7 separate regions of the Mus musculus genome follow, and regions 1, 3, 4, 5, 6 and 7 are each linked to region 2. A link is a contact called in public Hi-C, HiChIP or PLAC-seq, Micro-C, capture Hi-C and promoter capture Hi-C data. All regions are on one chromosome and are shown on one strand. The core of a region is the stretch at or near the end of the contact, and the rest is flanking DNA. Distances in the headings are between cores, read along the strand shown. Region 1 has its middle 55 kb from the start of Atl2. Region 2 holds the start of Prkd3 (protein kinase D3). Region 3 holds the start of Rmdn2 (regulator of microtubule dynamics 2). Region 4 holds the start of Atl2 (atlastin GTPase 2). Region 5 has its middle 45 kb from the start of Rmdn2. Region 6 overlaps Atl2 (atlastin GTPase 2). Region 7 has its middle 17 kb from the start of Rmdn2.

The links. Promoter capture Hi-C pulls out the DNA fragments that hold promoters and counts their contacts. A called contact is a pair of places that touch in the nucleus more often than the background predicts. HiChIP or PLAC-seq counts read pairs in DNA pulled down with a chosen protein or histone mark. Capture Hi-C pulls out chosen DNA fragments and counts their contacts.
Region 1: a contact with region 2 is called in a promoter capture Hi-C map of hippocampal neurons, with 3 times the contacts expected there. The contact joins the enhancer-like site here to the promoter of Prkd3 in region 2. A contact is called at or near these places in 16 of 39 promoter capture datasets (the 3T3-L1 cell line, 3T3-L1-derived adipocytes, the C10 cell line and 11 more) and 3 of 9 other capture datasets (adipose tissue, liver and macrophages).
Region 3: a Micro-C map of embryonic stem cells shows a contact between it and region 2, with 4 times the contacts expected there. The contact joins the promoter of Rmdn2 here to the promoter of Prkd3 in region 2. A contact is called at or near these places in 15 of 39 promoter capture datasets (the C10 cell line, the SN4741 cell line, cranial neural crest and 9 more), 4 of 484 Hi-C or Micro-C datasets (bone marrow-derived macrophages and embryonic stem cells), 4 of 115 datasets of contacts at active chromatin or transcription factors (acute myeloid leukemia, bone marrow-derived macrophages, embryonic stem cells and 1 more) and 3 of 9 other capture datasets (adipose tissue, embryonic stem cells and macrophages).
Region 4: a capture Hi-C map of macrophages shows a contact between it and region 2, with 4 times the contacts expected there. The contact joins the promoter of Atl2 here to the promoter of Prkd3 in region 2. A contact is called at or near these places in 3 of 39 promoter capture datasets (the 3T3-L1 cell line, embryonic stem cells and pre-B cells), 1 of 484 Hi-C or Micro-C datasets (embryonic stem cells), 3 of 115 datasets of contacts at active chromatin or transcription factors (bone marrow-derived macrophages, embryonic midbrain and kidney) and 3 of 9 other capture datasets (adipose tissue, liver and macrophages).
Region 5: a contact with region 2 is called in a Hi-C map of bone marrow-derived macrophages, with 15 read pairs. The contact joins the enhancer-like site here to the promoter of Prkd3 in region 2. A contact is called at or near these places in 24 of 39 promoter capture datasets (the 3T3-L1 cell line, 3T3-L1-derived adipocytes, the C10 cell line and 15 more), 2 of 15 datasets of contacts at CTCF or cohesin (the NIH/3T3 cell line and pro-B cells), 6 of 484 Hi-C or Micro-C datasets (the HPC-7 cell line, bone marrow-derived macrophages, embryonic fibroblasts and 3 more), 7 of 115 datasets of contacts at active chromatin or transcription factors (bone marrow-derived macrophages, embryonic basal ganglia, embryonic hindbrain and 4 more) and 3 of 9 other capture datasets (adipose tissue, liver and macrophages).
Region 6: a promoter capture Hi-C map of liver shows a contact between it and region 2, with 4 times the contacts expected there. The contact joins the enhancer-like site here to the promoter of Prkd3 in region 2. A contact is called at or near these places in 11 of 39 promoter capture datasets (the 3T3-L1 cell line, 3T3-L1-derived adipocytes, the HPC-7 cell line and 7 more), 1 of 115 datasets of contacts at active chromatin or transcription factors (embryonic stem cells) and 1 of 9 other capture datasets (adipose tissue).
Region 7: an H3K4me3 HiChIP or PLAC-seq map of bone marrow-derived macrophages shows a contact between it and region 2, with 6 times the contacts expected there. The contact joins the enhancer-like site here to the promoter of Prkd3 in region 2. A contact is called at or near these places in 21 of 39 promoter capture datasets (the 3T3-L1 cell line, 3T3-L1-derived adipocytes, the C10 cell line and 13 more), 2 of 15 datasets of contacts at CTCF or cohesin (the NIH/3T3 cell line and pro-B cells), 3 of 484 Hi-C or Micro-C datasets (bone marrow-derived macrophages, embryonic stem cells and nephron progenitors), 4 of 115 datasets of contacts at active chromatin or transcription factors (bone marrow-derived macrophages, embryonic hindbrain, fibro-adipogenic progenitors and 1 more) and 1 of 9 other capture datasets (adipose tissue).

The regions. Positions count from the first base shown.
Region 1 is chr17:79,839,718-79,842,455 of GRCm38.p6, reverse strand. No RefSeq gene overlaps it. Among named protein-coding and RNA genes, the nearest start is that of Atl2, 55 kb to the left of the region's middle. Within about 2 kb of position 1,410, at least 3 of the 459 cell types and tissues checked have an H3K27ac peak or open chromatin away from gene starts, as enhancers often do.
Region 2 is chr17:79,019,478-79,022,177 of GRCm38.p6, reverse strand. It overlaps Prkd3 (protein kinase D3), which reads left to right and starts at 1,362. Exons shown (of 19, transcript NM_001171004.1): 1 at 1,362-1,493.
Region 3 is chr17:79,613,805-79,616,504 of GRCm38.p6, reverse strand. Rmdn2 (regulator of microtubule dynamics 2) reads right to left here and starts at 1,288. Exons shown (of 11, transcript NM_001368314.1): 1 at 1,137-1,288.
Region 4 is chr17:79,894,760-79,897,459 of GRCm38.p6, reverse strand. Atl2 (atlastin GTPase 2) reads left to right here and starts at 1,337. Exons shown (of 13, transcript NM_019717.3): 1 at 1,337-1,551. The coding sequence starts at 1,434. It also overlaps a transcript of Gm41625 not described here.
Region 5 is chr17:79,568,491-79,571,190 of GRCm38.p6, reverse strand. No RefSeq gene overlaps it. Among named protein-coding and RNA genes, the nearest start is that of Rmdn2, 45 kb to the left of the region's middle. Within about 2 kb of position 1,375, at least 1 of the 459 cell types and tissues checked has an H3K27ac peak or open chromatin away from gene starts, as enhancers often do. A contact at or near this core is called in bone marrow-derived macrophages, where this site is marked.
Region 6 is chr17:79,863,835-79,866,568 of GRCm38.p6, reverse strand. It overlaps Atl2 (atlastin GTPase 2), which reads left to right. Exons shown (of 13, transcript NM_019717.3): 3 at 1,393-1,527; 4 at 1,762-1,866. Among named protein-coding and RNA genes, the nearest start is that of Atl2, 31 kb to the left of the region's middle. Within about 2 kb of position 1,273, at least 11 of the 459 cell types and tissues checked have an H3K27ac peak or open chromatin away from gene starts, as enhancers often do. A contact at or near this core is called in liver, where this site is marked.
Region 7 is chr17:79,596,930-79,599,629 of GRCm38.p6, reverse strand. It overlaps a transcript of Rmdn2 not described here. Among named protein-coding and RNA genes, the nearest start is that of Rmdn2, 17 kb to the left of the region's middle. Within about 2 kb of position 1,254, at least 66 of the 459 cell types and tissues checked have an H3K27ac peak or open chromatin away from gene starts, as enhancers often do. A contact at or near this core is called in 3T3-L1-derived adipocytes, the NIH/3T3 cell line, adipose tissue and 3 more, where this site is marked.

The sequences.
Region 1 (2,738 bases), core at 161-2,660, 820 kb before region 2:
TGCCTGATGGGCACCAGGTTATTATTTTTCCTTTCCCCCCTTTTTAGTGGATATTTTCTTTATTTGCATTTCAAATGTTTTCCCCTTTCCAGGTCTCCCCTTCTGAAACCCCCTACTCCATCCCCCTCCCCTGCCTCTTTGTGCTCCCTCACACACCCGCCAAATCCCATCTTCCCGCCCTGGCATTCCCCTCCACTGGGGCATCGAGCACCCTCAGGCCCAAGGGCCTCTCCTCCCACTGATGCCAATAAGGCCATCCTCTGCTACATATGTGGCCGGTGCCATGGGTCCCTCCATGTGTACTCTTTGGTTGGTAGTCCAGTCCCTGGGAGCTCTAGGGGGTCTGGCTGGTTGACACTGCTGCTCCCTCCATGGGGCTGCAAACCCCCTCAGCTCCTTCAGTCCCTTCTCCAACTCGTCTATCAGGGACCTCTAGTTTGGTCCAATGGTTGGCTGCGCGCATCCACCTCTGTATTTGTCAGGCTCTGGCAGAGTCTCTCAGGAGACAGCCATATTAGGCTTCTGTCAGCAAGCACTTCCTGGCATCCATAATTGCGTCCAGGTTTGGTGACTGTATATGGGATGGATCCTCAGGTGGGGCAGTCTCTGGATAGCCTTTCCTTTAGTCTCTGCTCCACACTTTGTCTCCATATTTCTTCCTGTGAGTATTTTGTTTTCCCTTCTAAGAAGCACTGAAGCATCCACACTTTAGTCTTCCTTCTTCTTGGGCTGCACCAGGTTATTTCTAAGCATGTATGAATAACAACATTGTAAAATATGTTTGTCTTTCTGTTTTTCCCTTCCTTCCTTCCTTCCTTCCTTCCTTCCTTCCTTCCTTCCTTCCTTCCTTCCTTCCTTCCTATTCCTTCCTACCTTCCTAACTTCTTTCCTTCTTCCTCCTCCTCCCTCCTCCCCCCCTCCTTCCCCTCCCCTTCCCCCTCCTTTTTTTGGTTCACAATTCCACACCTGCTCCGAGTTGGAAGCATGTCTTTCTTGTTCACTCATTCACCCAGAACATATATTAAATGTAACACAGACACTAAGCTACATGTGTGTGGGGGGACACATTAGTGAGCCACATGTCCATGACTCCTCGTTAGGGTAGCAACCTGTGGGTCGAATTCTCCTCGGTGGGGGTGTTGAAAGACTTTCACAGAGGTTACCTAAGGCCACCGGAAAACACAAATACTTACATTATGATTTATATAGCAGTAGCAAAATTACAATTATGAAGTAACAACAAAAATAATTTTATGGTTGGAGGGTTACCACAACATCAAAGGGTCACAGCATCAGGAAGGTTGAGAACCATTCCTTTGAGCCTTTGCTTTCCTGCTTAGGAGGCCGCTAACCAGCCAAACCTCACCATTCCTTTCTGGTTGTAGCAAGGGCTGTAATTCACCTCGAGCCCAGCAGAGGACAGACGAAGCCTGCTTATGAAATTATTCACTGTCGCCTAGCCTTTTCCATATAGTAGATTGTACCTTTGTTCAGCTTTGGAGAGAAACTAGAATCTGGCTTTGTATTTGTGCTTGTTATTTATTTGATTTTAATTGTTCTGACATCAGATCAGAAAACATGTATTTCTTTTTTCTTTTTTCTTTTTTCTGTTTTTGTTTTTGTTTTTTGAGACAGGGTTTCTCTGTGTAGCCCTGGCTGTCCTGGAACTCACTCTGTAGACCAGGCTGGCCTTGAACTCAGAGATCTGCCTGCCTCTGCCTCCCAAGTGCTGGGTTTAAAGGCATGCGTCACCACTGCCTGGCAGAAAACATATATTTCTAATTTATTTATTTTAAAAATTACTTATTTACTTACAGTCCAGCTGTTGCTCCCCCCCCCCCGTCATGGTGCCCCCTCCCACAATTCCTCACCCCATTCCTCCTCCCCCCTGTGCCTGACAGGATGCTCCCCCACCACCAGGCCTCCCTACTCCCTGGAGTCTCAAGTCTCTTGAGGACTCAGTACTTCTCCCACTGAGGCCAGACCAGGCAGTCCTCTGTTATATAGTGCTGGGGGCCTCAGGCCAGCTCATGTTTGCTGCATGGTTGGTGGTTCAGTGTCTGGGCACTCTCAGGGGTCCAGGTGAGTTGAGACTGCTGGTCTTCCTAGGGGGTTGCCCTCCTCATCTGCTCCTTTAATCCTTCCCTTAATTCAACCATAGGGATCCCCAAGTTCAGCCCAGCGGTTGGGTAAGTATCTGGGTCTGTCTCAGTCAGTTGCTGGTTGGGCCTCTCAGAGGACAGCCACGCTAGGCTCCTGTCTGTAAGCACACCAGAGCATCAGTAACAGTGTCAGGCCTTAGTGCCTTCCCATGAGGTGGATCCCCAGGTGGGCTGTCACTGGACCTCCTTTCCCTCAGTCTCTTCTCCATTTTTGTCTCTGTGGTTCTTTTAGACAGGGACAATTCTGGGTCATTTCATCCAAAGTAAAGATTTTTCCTGGTGTAGTTGCTGGAGGAGCTCTTTTAAAGAGGGGATCCTAGTCTACTATAATTCCCCTTAAGAAACAATGCAAAGAAGAATCTGTATAATGCCCAGACACAATCTCTAGATGTCCAATGACAGAATAAAATCAGGGATCCAGAAGTGCAATTGGAGTTTGGGGAAAACAGTTCTGAGGCCCAGATGATCTCTTCAGGGTCTTTCTTTCCAGCTCTTCTTGCCTTGTTGGATTCTGGTCCTTGGAACGGACCCACATGGTTGTCCCAGCTCTGACTCCATATAATGTTCTAATTCAAT
Region 2 (2,700 bases), core at 113-2,612:
AGAAAGAAAGAAAGAAAGAAAGAAAGAAAGAAAGAAAGAAAGAAAGAAAGAAAGAAAGAAAGAAGAGAGCAGTTAGGCAAGGGAACGCTTAAGAAGAGGGTACACTGGAATGAATCTGCTTTTAATCTTAAAGTAAAAGAATCACAAAATATATTTAAAGAGTCTCTGTCTCTCTCCCTCTCCTCCCTCCCTCGCTCCCTGCCCTCCACCACCACCATTTTGATCATATTCACAACCCATACCCTACTCAATTGAGCCCCTTCTGAACTGGGCCCTTTCCTTTGACACCTTTTTTGTTTAGTTAGGGTTGCCTGCATTAGTGTGAGTGGTGTCTGGGTAAGACTTTAAGAACAAAGATGTAATCAGATTTAGATTTTAGTGGATGTTGGCAGTTTCCGATTCCAGAGAAATGTCCGAAATGTCCTCCCACCCCTTAACGCTCCCTGTAGAAAAAGATTATACACAGTTTTGTTTTAAAAGCCTCACTCCCTAGGAGACGAGGCTGCAGCTAGTAGTATGGTCAGTGCTTTAGCTCTTCAGTGACCTTGTGAGTGGGTTCGGTCTCCCATTTCTATCCCTGGGGGGGCAGGGAGAGGTCTCACTTATTTCAAATCCAGGACTATCCATTAATATTACAGATTCTGTACCCAGATTAATTCTCCCCTATGTTCTCAAAAGCTGCCCCCCACCCCGCTTTCTGCATCCAGACGAGTGGCCTTTATGACAATATATTTTACTTTGAAGATATAAAACGTCGACGTGGAAGAACTATCTAGTTTTTGTGTCAGTGACTGTACCGCGCAGATGTTTCTCTTTCATCAACTATTTATAATTTAACACACAGGGCTTCTTCTCTCTGAGGTTCCATGACTGTCGACCGCTCTTTTGGTAGAGAGGGCAACGCACCAGTGTTAAGGTGCACAAGAGGAAACACAGGCACGTGCAAGCGGCGTCTCCAAGTTTTGCTGTGGCGCCGGTGAAGGACTGTGTCTGTGTAGCTCTGGGTGTTGGGTGACAGCTGCCCCCGGGAACGCCGAAAGGGACAACTTTGGAAAGGAGGGTCCTCCACTCTGGACGCTGCGTTCAGGTGGTCACCTCTTGTCACCGACTGCCAGCGCCCGCCTAGGGGGACAGCAAAGTGAGAGGTTCGAGTACAGCGCGTCCTTCCAGTCGCGCTCAAGCCCGCGCTCCGAGCGCCCGGTGGGGACCTCTGCGGGTTTGCAGAGCCTCCGCGCGCCCCCTCGGAGCCAGACCCACCAACCGCGCGCGGCGGGGAACTACAGCTCCCGGCAGGCCCCGCGCGGGCCGCGCGCCCCCGCCCGCGCGCCCCGGCCCCCCGCCCTCCGGCCTCGAGACGGGACGGGAGGGAGGGCAGGAGGAAGGGGCGCGGGCGGGCGGGTTCGTGCGAGGCGCGTGAAGCCTCGCTGGCTCCTGCTCCGGGACGCGGACGCTGGCGCGCGCCGACTTTCTCCAGAACAGCCGAGCCCGCCTCTGTAAGTAGTCGCTGGAGGGAGCGCGGAGCAGACACCGAAAAAAGTTCGCGCCGCCGCCGCCGCTGCCGCTTTGTTCTCCCGACCCGTCGGGCTGAGGTGGCGCGGCCCCTCCCCCACCGCATGCGGCGGCCGCGGCGACGGCGGCGGGACTCGGACCCGCGCGGGGCTGGGCGGCGGCCGCGGCTGGGCGGGAAGTCGGGGCGGTGCTCCGCGGGCGGCCGGGGGCGCCGGCGCGGCCAAGTTCCGCGGTCCGCGCCGAGGCCAAGTTGGAGTCGCGCGGCTGCTGCTGGTGACCCACCGCGCCCTGGCCCTCGGGGACCCGCTTTCTCCCGAGCCCCGCCAACTAATCCTGCCGCCGGCGGCACGGTGCAGTGAGCCTTCCCGGTTCTTTGCTGCACTTTTCCTGGTCCTGGGGCTGGAAGGGGCGAGTATCCGGGGTTTGGAGGATAGTGACCCCAGTTTCCTGACTGCCTTTAGGCTTGCCTGTTGCAGCCTCGCTCCAAGTCGTTCTCATTCCCTGGGGGAGCTTCGCCCTGAGTTGAAACATCCGCGAGTGTGGAGCAATAAAATAGTAATAATAATAATAATAATAATGAGCACACACGACATTACTTGATTGCGTGTCGGGTATTTTAGTTCACATCGTCGAAATCAGAAGTATAGGCCGTGCTGTCAGCAAGCACGAATATAAATCAGGCTACAGGCGACCTGCAGACTTTTCCGTACACAGATTGATGGCATGGATGTAACTGTCCCTTCAACCACGCCCGTCCCCACAGGAAATATGACTATCGGTGTCATCTTTGATTAAAGAGGATAAGTTTCAACATGAAGTACTACTTTGTAGGACAGGGCCTTTAAAACCTGTAGGCACAAATGAAGCAACAGTTTGAGATACTTTCATCCATGTCCTAGAAAAACGTTATTACACTAAAAAGTTACTTTTACTCTGTACCTGATGTTGCAGTTTTAGCAGTTTTGATTTTGTTCAGCTGGAGTTTAAACTTTTAATGCCAGGCGGGTAGACAAGCCTACGGATTTGCTTCAAGAAAGCATCCCTGAAGTTGCCAGACTCAGTTCTGAGTAACATTTGCTCTAGAAGAACATTTCCTCTCCCAGTTATAATCTGGGGTGGGATAAAACAGCAGTTTAGCCAGAAAGTTGTTTCAAGTTTTTGCAAATATATTATTTTTAAAACGTCTCACGG
Region 3 (2,700 bases), core at 39-2,538, 590 kb before region 2:
AAAACTATAAAAGTTGGAAATCAGAATCTGCTTGCCTACGGTGTACTTTAAAAGGTTGTATAAAATTACTTAAATTGTTTTTAGACTCTTGACTATAGTAGTATACTCTTGTCCTGAGTACAGATAAGGCAACTAAAATTTATTGAGCAGACTTTACAACTCATTTTAAGATGCAAGTTTGCATTTTGGAAGCAAAACATTATTAGTTTACAAACTTCCAGTTATAAATCACTTACGATGAAAAAGGATAGCTATTATGTTTGCATAAATGACCTAAAATTAATACAGTACACAACCAAAGGTTATTAGCAGCGAGTCACCTAGTGAAACAATGAAATGTTGACTTCCAAGGGAACTAGGACACACAATGCTTTTAAAAGAAAACATTGCGTTCATGTCTTAGTTTTACCTCTAGACATTAATGTTCTTAAAGTAACTTGAATGTTTAGAACGAGCTCCTAAGAAACATTCATACGAATTCATCAGCTGGTCCTTGGGATAAGGGGAAGGCATAAAGAGCTCGAACCCATAAACAAGAGGAACGAAAACGACCAAGAGGGTCAAGCAACATGCCTTACAAATCAGCTTTAAGTTTCAAGCTTCGGAAGGCAACATTCGGACGGAGTTCTTGGGGCTATCATGTATTCAGCGATGCAAGTACTTTACCATTGAATTCTAACACTCCATCAGACTTTCATGCATTTCCTCATCTATAATTTAAATTTGGAGCCTTTTAGTATTCAACTTATTTGCAAATGTTAGTAGTAGTGCTGTTAGTCTAGTTTCCATGTTTGTATAAAAAAGGGCAGACAATCAAAATTTTTTTCTTTTTTAGTTGGGGGGCACGCAAAGAGAACAAGGTTGGCGCGAGCCTGAGGCAGGAGCAGAGGCGCGGTGCCCGCCTCCGGTGGTCGCCTGGGCTCGGGGGTCAGGAAGCCACCTCTCCAGGGCGCAGGCTCCTCTAGGATGGTGCCAGGAGTGCCCGCAGCCCCAGGTCACCAGGCGGCAGGCCGCGACCCGGAAGTGGAGCAGCCGCCGGAAGTGCCGCCGCCTTCTTCCACACGCCCCACCGCCCGTCGGACCCGGGCTGCCGAGCCCAGCCCGCCCAGGTACCCCTTCCCTGGCTAGGTACGCACCCGGAGTCGTTGCGCAGGCTTCTCTGGGGCTGGAGCCAGGGAACCGGGACCCGCGGGCGAGCGGGCGAGCCAGGAGAGGATGGCCGAGTGGAACCCTGTGCAGCCTGCGGGTCCCAAGGTCCTGCGTGGTGGCCTTCGTGTCTGACCCAGATAACGGAGGCGCCGGGGGAGGAGCCGCTAGCGGCCCGGGGCTCCCGCCTCCTCCGGCCGCCAGCACTGCTCAGCCCCGGGCTCCGGGCCTGCTTCTCTCGACCCGGAAAGCTGAGCCCCGCAGAGCGCCCCGCAGGCCGCCTCGGAGGCAACTGCCCCCCTCCACCCGGCGCATCCACTGGGCCATCCCTGCCACCGATGGCTTCCAAGGCCTCCCCGCCCTTAGCTCACCTCCACCCCCACGGCACAACTTTTAACCTTCCTTCAGTCAAACGCAGACTTCTTGCACCATCATCTGGTTTTCCTGACTTCAACTCACTTTGATGTTCTATGAACCAAATTCCCAGCCTCTTTGTCCCCTGCTGTTTTGAGTTGCTTTCAGTTCAAAACCAGTCTTCTTGGATTCAGGTGGCTGGTGTTGAAGGTTTGCACAGCATCACGCTCTGCAGATTGTGTAATGATAATTCTGTCAAACTTTTAAAAAACTGCTTAAATGCCCCTCTGTAAAGCTCTCACTTGGAGCATGGTTGACTTAAACTTTTGACTTGATGAGAACAGTCTTTTGGGGGGAGGGTCAATATAGGGTTTCTCTATATAGCCCTGGTTGTCCTGGAACTCACTCTGTAGACAAGGCTGGCCTGGAACTCAGAAATCCGCCTGCCTCTGCCTCCCAAGTGCTGGGACTAAAGGCGTGCGTCACCACTGCCCGGCTGAGAACAGTCTTAATTACTAAAGTTCCCATCAATGAACTGAATAGAATTAAAAATGGATGCACCCCTGTTTATCAAAAACATAAGAACCAAACCGCTGTAAAAAGAATCAGGGTTGATTGATTGTACAATATACTATTCTTTACTGAAGGAAATTGAAGAAAACAATTTCACATTATAGAATTTTTACTTCCTAGTGTGAAATCAAGTTTATTACAACCTAGCTTCTGCCATTTTACTAAAAGCACAGCATGCTGGAGCTGGAGACATGGCCCAGCACACCCTCACAGGACCGGTCTCTAGTCATTCTCCTCTGTAAACAAACCACCCGGCATCTCTTCTTACATGGTGTTCCTTTCATACTGGGTTATACTAGTCTTGGTAAATCCACCAACCTTGATCTCTTTCCCTTGAGAAGCTATTGGACACATTCCTTGTCCCTCGGGGTTCATTTGTGCTTTAAAAGTTTATGCACGAGGGCTGGTGAGATGGCTCAGCAGGTAAGAGCACTCGACTGCTCTTCCGAAGGTCCGAAGTTCAAATCCCAGCAACCACATGGTGGCTCACAACCATCCGTAATGAGATCTGACTCCCTCTTCTGGAGTGTCTGAGGACAGCTACAGTGTACTTACATATAATTAAAAAAAAAAAAAGTTTATGCATGAAAGGATAAAGAGTTTAAGGAAGTAGCCGGGCGTGGCGGC
Region 4 (2,700 bases), core at 88-2,587, 880 kb before region 2:
TTTTGGTCTTTGAAGGCAAAAATCCTCATCTTGACATCTTCTTTCATGCCCAAGCACCTGCACACCGCGGAGTGTACAATCTCCAATAGTTATCACAGAGAGAGATTATGAAAGAAAATCTAAGGTCAGGCGTGGGGGTCCATGCCTTTAATCCCAGCGCTCAAGAGGCAGGGGTAGGCAAGCTCTGTGAATTTGAGGCCAGCCTTGTCTGTAAAATGGGTTCCAGGATAGCCAAGGCTTATACAGAGGTTTATACAGAGAAACTATGTCTTGAAAAACCACCACCACCAAACAAAAAGAGAAGAAAAAAGAAAAGAAAAGAAAAGAAAAGAAAAGAAAAGGAAAGGAAAGAAAAGAAAAGCAAGCAAGCAAGCACACCTACTATCAAGCAAGTCCCTTACTAGGTTGCTCAGGAAACATGGGAGCAGCACACAGAGTTAGTGCAGAAGGAACTCACAATCTGTGTCTCCAAAGATAGAGAACAGGTGACTTAATCCCCAGACAGTTCAACCAAAGCCCATCTGGAATGATGCCCTCCAAAGTTTGATGACACTAACGGTTTTTTTCTAGAGGTTTTGTGGAATTAAAGGTTGCAAAGTATAGGCTTAAGAGGTTGGGGTAAGACAATCATTTGGACACCTGGGCTCCCACTTTTTCAAGAGAAAAGGATTTTCTCCTGCAGCCATGGTTGTGGTACAAATTCATGAGACTAAGAACTGTGTTCCACAGCTGCCTCCACAGGTTGACGTATCTGTTATAAAGTTTCTCGAACTTTCTACATGATGCCAGTGGATCCCCAGAAGAAGGTTCATCACAGTTAGGAGAGGATGTATTAGAATTCCTTCTCTGATCAGAGCGGTATTTTTTTGGGTTTCAGATATGCATAGTTGAGAGGGTAAAGTAGCCTCAGAAGGCGATGGGGAGCCAATGCAAACAAATTGTAGGATAGTGGTGGAAAGAGAAAACCTTTCTGTGTAGGGCCAAGATATCAGGAGAAGCCAGGCACTGGCTTCGCAGGGAAGAGGGCTGGGGGTAAGAAAGCTAGGAGGGAAAGGATGCGAATGTAACCTCACGTGCAGAGTCAACGTTAGAGATGCGAAGAGAATTGGGAAAGGAGGGACTGGAGATGCCTTCTCCGCCCTGCGGCAAGGGGGTGTGGCCCCGAGAGCGGGAAGGTAGGGACGGGATGGCGCCGGCCGCAGTGGGGGTTCCCCAACTCTTCCTTAGAAGTCTGAGAGCTGCGGAGCTCCGCGGCAGGTTGGCCCGGGCGGAGGAGGAGCGAGGGCGCTGATGGGCGTGGCTGGGCGTGTCTGGGCCGCGCAAGTCAGAGGGCGGCGCTAGGACCCGCAGGCCGCCCCGCCGGCTCCCGGGAGGTTGATAAAGCGGCGGCGGCGTTTGACGTCAGTGGGGAGTTAATTTTAAATCGGTACAAGATGGCGGAGGGGGACGAGGCAGCGCGAAGGCAGCAGCCGCAGCAGGGGCTGAGGCGCCGGCGACAGACCAGCGACTCGAGCGTCGGAGTTAACCACGTCTCGTCTACGACCTCCCTAGGTACGGGCCGGAGGGGCCGAGGCCACGGGGGGCCGGGAGTCGGGGAGGCTGCGGCCGTTCGGGCTGGCGGGCACCGGTCGCCCGCTGGGGTCGAAGACCGCGGCTGGCTGGGCTCGGCTCGGCTCTGGCCGCCGCGGCCGCCCGTTCGCTCGCACGCTCGTTCGCTCGCTCGCAGGGCCTAGCGGCAGCCGCGCCCCACGCTCCGCCGCGCGGCCTGAGAGGGCGGCCCGCGGGCCTCGGCTCTCCCAGCTGCCGGGGGAACGGGCAGCCCGGCCCCCTGCCCGCCGCCGCCGCGTGGCCGCCGCGGTGTCCGCCCCGACCCAAGGGGGCGGCCTTGAGCCGGGGCCACGGGGCCGGGACGCGCGGAGGTCGGCGGGCGGTACGGGATCGGTCACCCGGCGGGCACTCACTGCCCTGGGTGCCTGACGCGGGCCGGGAAGGGAGGGACGAGCGGGACGCGCTGGGCCCCGCGGTGGCGGTGGACGCGGGAACCGCTGGCACCTGGCTGCCAGGTCGCAGAGCTCTCTCCACACACACACCACACACACTCACACACCCTTCCTTCCCGATGGGAGCCGCAGTCCGCAGGCCAGGGCTGGGGCCCGGGCTCAGCTTCAGCTTCACCAGCTCTTGGCTCCGCCGAACCCATTCGCACGAGTTGTGCGTGGATTGGCCAGGGTTGCAAGTGTTGGCTCCGGTTGTCAGACTGGGGTTAGGAGCCCTGGGGCTGCGAGTCATTCGCTTCAGGCTGAGAGTGTCTGGTTTGAAGTCACCTGATCCCGTCGTTCCTGGGTTTTGCTGAATGTGAGCTCCTACTGTATGTGTGTGTACATGGCGCCCCTACCCCGTCGAAGACGCAGTTGCGTTGGCAGCGCGGTGTTGTGTGTTGCTCTCACTCACAGCACCCCTATTTTTAGGAGTGTAGCATTTGATCTTTCACCGTGGTGCGAATTGAACGCACGAAGTCCTTATTGAGAGTTGCGATGGTTAAAGGCGGAAAAGTTTTTCAAAGGCTTAGAAATCGTAAGGGCTTAGGGTTAGATACCTGAGGTCAAGATAAGCGTAGAGTAAACACACCGGGTATGAGATCGCTTTTGTATTTCCTTTTCCACAATCTGATAAAGGCTTTACTGGATAAAATTTAAAACA
Region 5 (2,700 bases), core at 126-2,625, 550 kb before region 2:
TATAAGTATGTGTTGGGTCTCCAGGTCAACCCACAAAGGCTCATTCAACTCCTAATACAGGTAATGTATTTTCCCTTTGCTCTTTAATATATCCTAGAGCAATAGAATGTCTGAGCAAAAATGGAATTTAGAACTTCATGCTATATACTGGTTTGTCAGTGTATTCTGTTACAAATGCCCACAGTCCATCTCTTTAGATATTAAGTAGGGTCCTGCAGTTCAGCCTGGAAATCCAGTTATATTTTCAAACAATATAAATCATATTGTCATAAATATAGAAATGGCCTTGCCACAGACAACTTTATTTTGGCTACTTTTCTTTACATGTTCTGAGGCACACTGTAAAACCAGACTGTTTGTCTATCATGTCTGTATGTCTATATGCACAGACATGGCCAGCACTTACATGTACCTTAAGTTGTAGGATCATGGAGCACCCTAAAGGAAACAAACAAACAAACTCTCAGATATGACAACTCACAATGAAAGGACTGCCTCTTGGTGTTTGTTGAGCCAAATGTACCTCTGTGATGGGGCACCCTGATGCTTTCTCCCTCTTTCTGAGAGAATTCTTGCCAGAACATGCCCCCCTCATGTCATCAGCTCCTTGCTCATTGGTCCACAGAGATTATTCTGAGCCTGTCCTTCTTGGTATCTAAGCTTTGCTGTTTTTCTATGGCAGTTCTTATTAGCTTATTTGGTAGATTCCTTGCTACCACTTGGGTACCCTCACTGACTCCAAAAGCCACAGTGGTGGGCTTTTCTCTCTTTTTCTTTGTTTTACCATTCATACCTAGAACACTTTCTACCTGGCACGTAGGAGTGTTAGGGCTGAGAAAGCAGTGCCTCTCGTTATGGTGTTTTGGCATGATGAGGATTATAAACTACTGAAGGACACTAGGAGGCCTTAGACTTAGAGGGACAGTCTCTATGACTCTCTCCTGCTCTACTGTCTCCAAATCCTCTCGCCTAAATCAAGTCACAGGAATTGGGGTTGTTGTCCTCTAAAGCAAGTCATAACATCTGGAAAGGTAATTTTCTTTCTCCTCTTCCTTGCAGACTCTGATTACCCAAGAGGAAAGGGTGCTTCATGCTAGGCCAAGAAGGATCAGGACAGACCTTTTTTGCTGGCTGCCTACTTGATATCAGTCTACTGGTGTCAGATTATATTCTGTTCTCCAATCAGATTTACACACAACTGACTCCAATACCTGGAGGAAGCAAAGAAGAAGAAGAAAAGGAGGAGGAGAAGGAAGAGGAGCAGAGAAGAAGAGGGGGAAGGAAAAGGAGGGGGAGGGGAGCAGGAGGAGTAGGAGGAGAAAGAGGAAGTGGGGAAAGAGGAAGAGGAGGAGGAAGAAAAAACATTTTTTCCTGAGTCCTTGAGTTTCATTATCAAAGCTTCCACCCCCCATATTTTATTAAATAGACATTTGGTGCTTCCTTTCTTTAAGCCTGTTTGCTGTTGGTACAGAAGTGTCAGCCATGACCCTTTATGATGAAGAAAGTCTCACACCTGTCTACCCTGTGATCACAAATCTCCATTGTCCATTTGATGGGACTTAGAATCACATGATACTAAAAGTCTGCCTGTGCCTACGAGGGAGCTTCTGGACTAGGTTAATTGAAGTGGGAAGACCGGCTCTAACTGAGGGCACCATCCTCCCATGGGCCTGGCTCTGAATGAATATGACGGAGAACAGGACATGAGGACCAATGTCCAGCTGTCTGTGTTTCCTGGCTGAAGATGCAATGTCACCAGCTGCCTCTGGCCCCTGCCTCTCTTCTCTGCCTTGATGAACTATTTTAGAGGATTCCCGGACTTATTCTTTTAATAACACAAGTAAGCAAACTTAGACCAAATCTGCAATATGGTTCACTTATCCAAGTACAAAGGTCAGAATTCATACTAACATGTAAAAAGCAAGTCTTCGTTGGAGGACCTGAGGTGAGCATGCCCTGGGATTTATGAGGTGGGTATTCTGAGTCCTGTTTTGTGATGTAACGTATGAGATGAGAATAACTGTGGAACCAGGTGAATAACTGGACCTACTCCCAGCCTTAGCTTAGCTACATCATCCTGGCATTGGCACCTGCCATCTTAGAGACTATCCATCTCTCAGATGGCTGAGAAGAAGGCTCCTGGCATAGTCTGGCATCTACCATCCTCCCAAGCAGACACCATATTACTCTAGAAGTTTTTGTTATGCTTGCTTTGGAAGTAAATTTTACCCATTGTTTAGTTAGCAAAACCACTTCCTAAGTATAATTGTTCAAGTCTTACAGATGTGAAGGCTGTGCCTAAGAGAAAATGTGTAGCTATTGAGCTGTTCCCTGAGTTTATTTTTATTTTAATTAATACTGCTTCCAAAGGTGGAGGTCTGCAACATTACATAATTACGAATGACTATATGACTATATGACTATACAGGTTGCTTAAGGATATAATACAAAATAAAACCATGACTAAGAATCTATATTTATTAATAAGTCCCAGATCATGAAATTGCTTTTCCCTTCCTAAACCCAGATATTCAATGACAAGTTGCTACTTCCTAATTTTAGTACTTGACAGTAGATGGCACTGCTGATTGTCAAAAGATACAAACATTTCCCTGTATATACCAATCTCTTCTTTTTTAGCCATTAAAAAAACCATCAGAACAAAACACACACACACACACACACACAAATGGTATAAAA
Region 6 (2,734 bases), core at 24-2,523, 840 kb before region 2:
CATTGACATCACATATTTAGTATTCTAGACCAATTATGTTGTGGTATATTAACAGTATTTATAAATATTATTTATGGTAGTGGGCATTGAATGTAAGACTTGTGTATAGGTGAGTACTTTCCCACTGCACTGTACCCCAGCTCCATACTGTATAGTTATAGTAGTTGTAGCTCTGTGGCTTGAGTTATAAGATAGCCCTGCCCCCTCCCTGCTTTTCCTGGTGATGAGGACCAAACCCAGCGCCTTGGGCTTCTTAGGTAGAGGTTTCATTACAGAAATACAGACAGTGTTATGGACTGCCATGCTCCTGTAGACCTGTGGTCTCGTTTTATCTATTTCTTTGTGTATGTGTTTCTTGGACTGTTTTAAAGCAGTTGCCAGGAAGATGCATATTTTTCACCATAAATATTTAGACATCTAGTAGCTAAAGACTCAGTTCTATTTTTTGTGCACAAAAAAGTGTCATTTTGTGTGCTTTTCCTGTTTTTTCTTTTCCTCCTTAACTTTCCTTCCCTTTTCCTTTTCCTCTTTCTTTCTTTCTTTCTTTCTTTCTTTCTTTCTTTCTTTCTTTCTTTCTTTCTTTCTTTCTTTCTTTCTTTCCCTCCCTCCCTCCCTCCCTCCCTCCCTCCCTCCCTCCCTCCCTCCCTCCCCTCTTCCCCCTCCCTCCCTCCTTACTTCCCTCCCTCCCTCCCTCCTCCCCCCCTCTCTCTTTCTTTCTTTCTTTTGTCGTTTTTATTTGCTTGTTTGTTTTCTAGAGAGAGAAAAGCCATGGAGTTGGATATCGGGTGGTGGAGAAGCTCTGGGAGGAAATTTGGCAGAGAAACCCTGTTCAGAATAAATATAGTGTATGAAAACATATCTTAAATAAAAGAAAAATGTTTATATCCATTTAACATTATTGCATAAGGAGTCCAGATATCTGTTTGTTTCATTAAAAACCACCCCCTACCCCTTACCCCTTAAACCAGTTTGCTTGAATCGGGTTCCAAACAAGTTCTAGGAGACAGTCCCAGCAGTGGGAGGTGTTTTTGTATACACTGTTCTAGGCGAGGGTCACTGTCCTGCCTGCTGTCTGGGACGTGGTTTTACTCTTCTATACAACAAGATATTAAAGTAGCTTCCATATTTTATCATCTTTAAACACAGAAAAGCTTGCCAGAAGAGGAGGAGTAGGCGCACATAAGCCCATTTACCTAGATGGCCAGGTTAAGTGGAGGCTGCGATCTGTGTGACAAAGGCTGATTGGAGGAGACTGCTCCTAGCACTCTGCACAGGACTGTTTGCATAATGCTAGACTGGGTGTTCTCTCTCTGGGTGTTGGCTTCTTCTCCTTTATGAGCTATGAAATGGGTGAGTTGTGTTTGTTTTACATTTCTCTTTGATTTTTAACAGGATTCTCAAAGCTGGATTGGTGGAAACAATGAACCCTTGACTGGCTTTACGTGGCGAGGTGGTTGCGAAAGAGAAACAACAGGCATACAAGTTTGGAATGAAGTGTTTGTGATTGACAGACCTAATGGAACAAAAGTAAAATTCTACTTATACTTTGCTATTTTCTCCTGTATTCTTTTCTTGAGCAATTTTCTGGTATTAAAATTTAAAAGAACACAAAACTATTAATGATTAATATGTTAAAATGTACAATGGTATGTAAATACTTTTCTTGACTTAATTACTGCTTTGAACTTTATTAATGTATGATTTTTGTAGGCATTTTTGGTGATTCTTTTACTAAGTATTTTAAATTTAACGAATTCCTAGGTGGCTGTGCTGCTAATGGATACCCAGGGTGCCTTTGATAGCCAGTCAACCATTAAAGACTGTGCGACAGTGTTTGCTCTGAGCACTATGACCAGCTCTGTGCAGGTGAGCGTGCGTGTTGTCAGTTCATAAAATCCTACCTTTGTGCAGCCACCGAGGAAGAGACTTGATGGAAGGAAAATGGATTAGACGATAGAGCTGGCTGCATTTCTTCTTACTTAGATACTAAGCTGTAAGATGATAGACTTTGCCTTAGATGTAAAGGATGAAGTTACGTCAGAGCCACCCCTGCTTTCATCGCAGAACAGCCTTTTCATTAGTTCTCTGAGGATTTCATCCCAACTCTCCCAGACCCACCCCTCTCCTACCCACCCAGCTTTGTGCTCTGAGTTTTCCTTTTTCTCAGGTAACTGTTTTCATACAGTATTCTTGATCCTGTTTTCTCGATCCCCTACTTCCTACCCACTGTGTCCTCATTTTTAAAACACCAAGTGCTGCTGGGGTGTGTGGTGCACCCGTGCACATTCAGGCAAACGTTCCTACTCCTAAGATCAAAAGTAAGAAAGTTTTAGGGGAAAGTTATTGAATAATGTTGGTAATTAAAATCAATCACATGATTGCTTAACCAAAAACAAAACAAAGATACTAAATAATTAAACAGCTACCTAGTTTTCTATTTGGTTTCTCTGATAGTTCTTGATTATTTGAACTAAAAATCCCCATAATTAATTAATGTTTTATTGAGACAGGGTTTCTCCGTGTAGCCATGGCTGCCCTGGACCTCATACTGTAGACCAGGCTGTCCTTAAGCTTAGAGATCTGTCTGCCTCTGCTGCCTGAGTGCAGGGATTAAAGGCGTGTGCTGCCACCATCACTCAGTAACAATATTTAATTTAGAAAACCCAAGCAATAGGGGTTTGTAGCACTGGCTTGGCTTGGAAAGGGTGAAGTCCTCCTGCGTTACATATGCACA
Region 7 (2,700 bases), core at 5-2,504, 580 kb before region 2:
GCCATCCCTGGGCTGGTGGTCCTGAGTTCTATAAGAAAACAAGCTGAGCAAGCCATGCACCCCTCCATGGCCTCTGCATCAACTCCTGCCTCCAGGTTCCTTCTGTCTATGAATTTCTTTCCTTAATTCTTTTGATGGTGAGCTGTTATATAGAAGTGTGAGCAAAGTGAACCCTCTCCTCCCTAAGTTGCCTTTGGTCATGGTGTTTCATCACAGCCACAGTAATCCCAGGATAGTCACAGTGACTCAAAAACAAGTCACACATTGATGAGTATGCAAATTACCCTTATGAGATCATCACAGGATGTGTTGAAATGTCACATAGCACTCAACTAAACATGCAATGGATTAATTAAAAAAAAGATAGAATTCTCAAACGTTATATTATTGCTTTCCCCATCCAAAAATCCAACTGTTAAAATTTTTCCTCCCTGAGACAGCTTATGGCTCAGACCAGAAAAGAAAAAAAAAATGTGCAGAGAAGTGAAGCCAGAGCCTATAACTCTCTGAACAGTTGTCTGGACTTTAAGATGTGAAATATCTCGCCCTGATCCTCGGGGACACTCCCTTTTATTTAACTTTTCACGTCGTGCTTAACTCAGCTGTCTGAGGATTAATTTATCTTGTGGTAGGTGTCAGAAGACTAATTGTGTATTATTTCAAGTTTAATGAACTGAGAAGAAAAAAAAATGAGGTGGGTGGGGGGAAGTTAAGTTGAGCTGAGATTAAGCCTCTCAATGATTTATGTTTAATTAGTGTCACAACATAGGCATGTCCCCTGCCTCATGCTTTGCTACCTCTAGGGATGACAAGGAAATTCCTGCCTGCAGAGCATTCCAGACAAATCACACACTGTGCTGTTGTGAACCCTGACCTCAATGCCTGTGTTTGCTCTTCCCTGCCCGAGAGCTAGAACTTAACTTGGCATAAATTATTCTTTTCCTGAAAACTAAAATTTTTCTTTAACATCATATCGGACTTCAGAATGACGGGGCATCTTTTGACATCATAGAAATAGAATATTGATTTTCTTTTCTTTCACAACATTGTTTAGAACTTTATGACAATGACTAAGATAAATGTATCAATTGTATAGGAAGAAAAAGGAACACACTTGATGCATTGAGATTATTAAAATCCACCATATGAAAATACTATGAAATCTTCCACCAACTTGCCAAGAGAGATCTGGAACCTCTTTTCTTTTTGCCCATGGTAGTCCTCTGACTCACTGAAGGCTGGACTCTGTGACAGATGTGTCCAGTCTGCTCTTACCTCCCTCTTATCTTCCTGTCCCTGGACTTCCTCCTCTGCTGGTGATCCGCTGCATACTTGTCTCTTTCATTTGGCTCCCCGTATAAGGGAAGCTCCTGAGAACAAGCCCTCTGTCTCCTCAGTGTGTTCTCCACATGTATACTGAATATTGTGTGTAGTATTTGTGGAGTAATTAGTTGTTGAGTAAACTAACAAAGCAAAACAAAATCCCATGTAGTAGTAGAAATTGTTTTTTATTATCCCCGACTATGATTGAAGCTTTAATAAACCTTAAGTGTGATTCTTAACCCAGTGGCAATTTTTCCTCTTGCCCCTAAGAACATTTCACAATTTCTAGAGGTATATATATTTATCATAACAGAAGAGGTCTACTAATATGAGCAACTAGAGGTCAAGCATGTGGCTGAACAAATTCTGATGTCTAGGGAAGCCATTGTACAAGGCACGGACTACCTGGCTTAAAATGTTGATCATTGCCAATATCAATAAAACACATCCTAGCAGCTTAAAAGGAGACGAGGTAACATAACTGCTGAAGTTTATTTTAATCTCTTATTTTAAGTCATCCTCACATTTAGAGTCACAGTGTTATGGTTTGAATGTCTCCCAAATACTCATGGTTTGCATGCTTGGCACTCAGCTGGTGGCACACTTTCTAGGGTAGTGGACATCTTAGCAGATAGGATGTAGCGTGGTTCTCAGGGACGTGCCATCTTGGGGCACTCTCTCCCTGTGTCTGCCTCTAGTCCACCATCAAGTGAAGAAGATTCTACACACAGCCCTGCAACCATGATATTCTGTCTTACCATATACCCGGAATCAACAAAGCCAAGAACTGAGCAAACCAGTGAAACGATGGGCCATACAAATCCTCCCCATCTTAAACTGTTTTTAGTCAGGCATTTTCTTATGCTGGTGAGAAAGAGTTGGAAACCCATACCCATCCTACAGAATATCATTCGTATGACACGCTCTGATTTTTTTTTATGAAAAATTTTATATTGGATAATGTGATTCCTGGGACCTTCATGGAGTATAGGGATGAAGAGTGATGCACATGACTTAAACAAGTTTGTTTCAAATCTAATGACCTGTGATTGCCATCAAACACCTACCATGTGCTTACCACAGTACCTCAGAACTCTGAGGAAGACTATGATGTCTGCTGTTAACAATATACATACATACATACATACATACATACATACATACATACGTGTGTGTGTATTGTTAACAAGGAATCTTCCATCACATGTTCTTTCATAAGTTTGTTTTAACAGAACATCTTTTCTCCTACATCTGCTTCAGCTAAACATTCCTTCACGTGTTTGCCCTAACAATAACCATAGAACTGACTTTCCAAAGAACCCTTAAGCAGCCACTTCAGTGTTATCCTTTTTCTTTTCCTCTCCGTGCTCCCCAGTC